Regions from separate parts of the Sus scrofa genome. Here region 2 is linked to region 1. Evidence: chromatin contacts called from public Hi-C data. All regions are on one chromosome and are shown on one strand. Each heading gives the region's core, a stretch centred on a gene start, on an enhancer-like site or on the middle of the called end of the contact. The rest is flanking DNA. Distances are from core to core; before and after follow the strand shown.

Region 1 (2,700 bases), core at 27-2,526:
AAGGAGGGATGCGTCAAAGGCCCAGAAGGCAATTCTAAGGTTCTAAAGAATAATAAGTCGCTCTGAAGTGCAACTCAGGTTCTTAAGTGCCTTCTGAGCGGGGTCAGAGGAGGGCAGGCAGGCCTGGGATGGGTGAAGAGGGCTGGGAGAGCGTGCCTGGTAGGAGAGAGAGAGAGGAGACAGGGAGACCAAGGCAGGGCCCCAGGCACATGGCCACAGTGCAGAATTTGGCCCCGGGGACCTGAGTGGGCTTTACAGAGGCACAGAAACCCAGAAACCCTGCCCCTGGTCATCATCTTTTTTTTCTTTTTTTTTTTTTTTTTTTGACTGTCCCATGGCATATGCAATTCCTAGACCAGGGATCAGATCCCAGCTGCGGTTGCAACCTACACCACAGCTGTGACAGTGCCAGATCCTTTAACCCACTGTGTCAAGCTGGGGATCAAACCCGTATCCTGGCATGAGAGATGCCGCCAATTCCATTGCACCATAGTGGGAACTCCTGGTCATCATCTTTTCACCGAATGCATTTTCAGTGCCCAGCCACACGCTAGACAGACAGGAGTGACGGAGACAGCGCTGGCTCTCCCCTCCTGGGGGAAACACAGTCTAGAACAGGCAGCCCTGGGGGGATTTCTGGCCCAGCCTGCATTTCAGAGAGGGCTTCCTGGAAAAGGAGCCATCTGAGCTGAAGCCTGAGCATAAGCAGATTTCCAGGAGAAAAGAGGCATGGAGAGAAGGGGGGTTCCAGAGGCAGAAGGAACAGGATCTGCAAAGGCTTAGAAATAACATCTGTTTGAAGAAAAGTCCAAGGTGGCTTAAGCATAGAGCTCAAGGAGGCGTGGCAGGAGCTGGGGCTGGAATGGGGGGCAGGCAAGGGCCAGGTCACACAAGGCCTGATGGGATGTTGTTGGAAACTTAAACTTCCTCCACACGGCACTAGGGAGCCATGGCAGATTCTGAGCAGAGAGGGAGAGGTCCGATGTGTGCTTTATGGAGACCCCTCTGCTGCCGTGAGGAGGGGCTTCATCAGGAGGCCAGAGGGAGGCCGGGCAGTGTTCTGGGTGAACCCAGGTCAAGTGGGAGCTGTGGGAATGGGGAGGAGGGGTCAGAAGTGTTTTGGAGGCAAGACGGCTCGCTGGGCCTCTGATGTCCCCCTCTCTGGGAGGGGCAGAACCTAGGAAGATCCTTCTTGGGGAAACTTTCTGTATCTGCTCAAAGCTGGAGAGTTGTTTATTCCTTCTGTGCTGGAGACCTGCCAAAGCTTCAAGTTGTGATTGGGACAGGGAGACAGCGCCACCTAGGGGTTGCTTAGGAGTGTAGCCAAGGAGTAAAGGTGAGGCACTAACCCCCCACCCCACCCCGCCGCCCCTTTTTTGGCCATGCCTGAGGCATCAAACCTGCACCACAGCTGTAACCCAAGCCACAGCAGGGACAAAGCTGAATCCTTAACTGCTAGGCCACCAGGCAACTCCAGCACAACCTCTTGATGCAGCCCACTCTGCTTTAAAAAAGATGATTTTTTGGAGTTCCCACTGTGGCTCAGTAGGTTAAGAACCTGACTAGTACCCATGAGGACTTGGGTTCAATCCCTGGCCCCGCTTAGTGGGTTAAGGATCTGGTGTTGCCGTGAGCTGTGGCGTAGGTCACAGACGCCGCTCGGATCTGGTGTTGCTGTGGCTGTGGTGCAGGCCAGCAGCTGCAGCTCCTGTTCCACTCCTAGCCTGGGACCTTCCATATGCTGCAGGTGCGGCCCTAAAAAGAAAAAAAAATTGATTTTTTAACTGTGATAAAATAACACATAACAAAACTTGTTGTCTTAAGTTTTCAGGTTGATAGTTCAGTAGTGCTAAATAGATCCACGTTATTGTGCAATCTCCAGAACTTTGTCATCTTGCAAAATTGGAACTCTACAGCCATTCAACAACAACCCCCCCCTTGCTCCCTCCCCCCAGCCCCCTGGCAACCATCATCTACTTCCTGTTTCTGTGAGTTTGACCCATTCTACTAAAAAAACTAATTAGAGGCCAACATTAAAAATTCTGATTTAAAAAAAATTTCTAGCTTTTCTTGCAAAACCAGAACCATCTGGCTGATGATCAGGAAAGAGATGGCCAGATGGCACAGGATTTGAGGAAGTGAGAAGAAGGTGGGGGGAGGGGCTTGGTGGCGAGGCTTTGACCCCTGGGGGCCAGGGTGTGGGAGGGAAGGGAAGGAGAGATCAGGCCTGGCTTCCTGGAGCAGGGAACATAGAGAAGAAGGTGCAAGTTTGGGGACAGCAATGGGATCCAGGCATTTATAACTGAACCCGAATCTGAGTGAGAAGTTGACAATGAATAAAAGGGTGAGATCAAACATGAAAGAAGGGAAGCTGATTCATTTGAGAAAAACTTCCTGAGCACCTAATAAGTACCTAGCCCTGTGCTGGGTAGCCTTGGGCACCCAACAGTGACCAGTCAGGCTCAGGACCTGCCTTCATGGGTCTCATAATCCAGTGGAGGCCACAGGCTGGACCCTACTCAGCAGTGAATTAGAGTGGGAGGCTAGAGTGGGAACCCAGGGGGCTGAAGGAGCCCTGAGGGGGTTGCATGACCCAGGGATCAGGGAGGGCTTCCTGGAGGAGGAAAAGTTGAAACTGAAACCAAATAAGCACTGGGAAGGGAGTTCCTGATGTGGCTCGGTGGGATGGGGACCTGATGT
Region 2 (2,700 bases), core at 117-2,616, 200 kb after region 1:
GGAGGCAGGGTTGTCTAACAGACGGTTAAATGGCAGGGCTTACTTTCCCTTCTTCTCACCCACCCATCTGCTCCCATCTCTCACAGAAGGCATTTAACATGTGGCCTGGGGTCAGATAGCCTCTGAGGAAGCCATCTCCTTGAGGGAAGGGGGCAGCTCCAGTGGCCCTGGCCAGATCACTTGAGGCTGCAGCAAGTTGGCACCTCTGGTTGGGGAGTGTTGTCTGGGGGGGTTTTTTGGCCACATTCTTGGTATGTAGAAGTTCACAGGCCAGGGATCGAACCCACGCCACAGCAGCACCCCTAGCTGCTGCAGTGACAACACCAGATCCTTAACCTGCTGTACCACAAAGGGAACTCCCAGCACCTCTGGTTTTAGAGGTCACCTTTCATGCCATCCCGCCTGCCCTGACAGCTCTTTCTGCCCCAGTCTCCCCTCTCTCCATAGGCCTTTGTCCACATGTGGGAACCTTCCCACTGGGCAGCCTTTCTCAGACCTTGCATAGTGCTGCAGAGAGGGCCTGACCTCTCAGAGCTTTACTCAGGGTGGCACTTTCTAGCTTTTTTAGCCCAAGGCAGCCTCCCTACTTTGTACCTCTGATGGATTAAGACCCCAGAAGCCACCACTGCTGTGCAGCTTCAGAAGGGGATGTCCTTGCTAGTGGCCAAGGGGGTGGGGAAGTGGAAATGGAGTGTGTCCCCTCAGATCCCAGGACACTAGTTTTATCTTGCTACCACCCACCTCAAAAGAGGAAGATTTAAGCATGTATGATTTACTTAAAAGGCTGATGGCGTGAGCGGAAATTTAGAGGAGGTCACAAATTCACAGTCTTTTAAGTCCTGGGTTATATACATTCTCAGCGGCTTTGGGAAATTGAGATGCTGACAGAAGCACAACCCTGAACTGTGGAGCCAGGGCTTGCAGGGCCCCTAGAGTAACCACTCTGGGGTCTGCATTTCCCTGGTATTTGTTTCCACAATCTGGGTGCCGCCTTCACCATATTTTATACACAACAGTCTTAGCTGATTGAAATCATTCACAGCTTCTGAGCTTATCCAAGCCCATGGGGATGGGGCAGAAGCACACAGTTCCCTGGCACTGTCATAGGGTTCCCTGGCCTTCCTTCCCATCTCCCTTCCCAGGGCAGGAGTCTGGATTTCTCCCAGATGAGCTGGAAGCAGGGACAAGGTGCCAGCTTCTGCTCTGATCCTGCCATCCAAAAATAAACGTCCTCTCAGCAATCACTTCTCCTGCAGGCTCCAGCCTGGCTCAGATGGGAAATGTAGGAATCTCCATCCTGAGCCTTTCCACCTAAGCTAAGCTTGTTAGGAAGAGAAGGTATGGGCCAGAAGCCTGAAGATTCCTGAGAGCATTTGTCTTGACTTGGCGCCATCTAGAGGCTAGCAGAGTCCTGGCACCCAGTAGAATCCCATTGTTTCTGCGGGAATTGCTGACATAGCATCTTTTTGTTTTTGGAGGGTTGTGGAAGGCAGGAGAGGAAGATGTTATTGATGGGGCATCAGCTGCCCTTCCTATAGTAGCTTCCGCTGACTTCCACTCATTAGGAAGGGAGCTTCTTGCTGCTACTGGAGCCTGGAAAGGGTGGAGATTTTCCGCTTCCGCTTCCTATTGTGTGTTTCCTGTGCCCAAAACTAGTCAGCTGGAGCTCTGTGGTCTTGAACCTGATCGAGAGGAGTGTATCTCACCAACACGGCACCTGTCACAGCCAGAGCAGTTGAGTGAAGAGTGGGGCTGTATGTGTCAGAGGGTGGGTTTATCTGAGCCAGGCAATGCCAGAGTTAGTGTTAAGGGACATTATGGAACAAAGATTTTCATGCCTAAAAGTAGCTATTCCCAGCCTGGCTGGGTTTCCATAGCAACATCAACTTGACCAGCTCTTTCCACTTAATACATAGGAGCTGTTGTGTCTGCGTGTGTTCAGGGCTTGGAAATGGTGTCAAATCCTATCACAACAAATATCAAGGTCACTGTCAAATTGTTTTGTTAGCCTCTGGAATTTCATAATATTGAACACTGCTGAAATTGTGCCTACAAACAGAGATTTTTGTTTTTTGTGGTTTTTTTTTTTTTGTTTTGTTTTGTTTTGTTTTGTTTTCTTTGTCTTTTTGCCATTTCTTGGGCCGCTCCTGCGGCATATGGAGGTTCCCAGGCTAGGGGTCAAATCGGAGCTGTAGCCACTGGCCTACGCCAGAGCCACAGCAACGCGGGATCCGAGCCGCGTCTGCAACCTACACCACAGCTCACGGCAACGCCGGATCGTTAACCCACTGAGCAAGGGCAGGGACCGAACCCGCAACCTCATGGTTCCTAGTCGGATTCGTTAACCACTGCGCCACGACGGGAACTCCAAACAGAGATTTTTGTGATTATTCACCAGTTATCTTCCTACCACAATCAAGGTGATATGTAAGAGATTCAGAAATGAATAGGAGGGGGTTCCTGTCGTGGCTCAGTGATTAACAAATCCGACTAGGAACCATGAGATTGCAGGTTCGATCCCTGGCCTCACTCAGTGGGTTAAGGATCCGGTGTTGCTGTGAGCTGTGGTGTAGGTCTCAGACACGTCTTGGATCCCACGTTGCTGTGGCTGTGGTGTTGGCTGGTAGCTGTAGATCCGATTCGACCCCTAGCCTGGGAACCTCTTTATGCCACGGATATGGCCCTAAAAAGACAAGAGAC

What was found. Hi-C and Micro-C count contacts between places; a contact is called where the count stands out from the background.
Region 2: a Hi-C map of retroperitoneal adipose tissue shows a contact between it and region 1, with 2.0 times the contacts expected there. The contact joins two enhancer-like sites. A contact is called at or near these places in 3 of 5 promoter capture datasets (fetal liver, fetal skeletal muscle and skeletal muscle), 10 of 47 Hi-C or Micro-C datasets (alveolar macrophages, blood, embryonic fibroblasts and 6 more) and 1 of 2 datasets of contacts at active chromatin or transcription factors (skeletal muscle).

Annotation. Positions count from the first base shown.
Region 1 is chr6:52,631,480-52,634,179 of Sscrofa11.1, forward strand. It overlaps FKRP (fukutin-related protein), which reads left to right. Exons shown (of 2, transcript XM_021094618.1): 2 at 1-2,700. Among named protein-coding and RNA genes, the nearest start is that of STRN4, 4.9 kb to the left of the region's middle. Within about 2 kb of position 1,277, at least 28 of the 83 cell types and tissues checked have an H3K27ac peak or open chromatin away from gene starts, as enhancers often do. A contact at or near this core is called in alveolar macrophages, retroperitoneal adipose tissue and skeletal muscle, where this site is marked.
Region 2 is chr6:52,829,540-52,832,239 of Sscrofa11.1, forward strand. The region is part of intron 5 of ARHGAP35 (rho GTPase-activating protein 35); the gene reads left to right. Among named protein-coding and RNA genes, the nearest start is that of NPAS1, 27 kb to the right of the region's middle. Within about 2 kb of position 1,367, at least 8 of the 83 cell types and tissues checked have an H3K27ac peak or open chromatin away from gene starts, as enhancers often do. A contact at or near this core is called in alveolar macrophages, retroperitoneal adipose tissue and skeletal muscle, where this site is marked.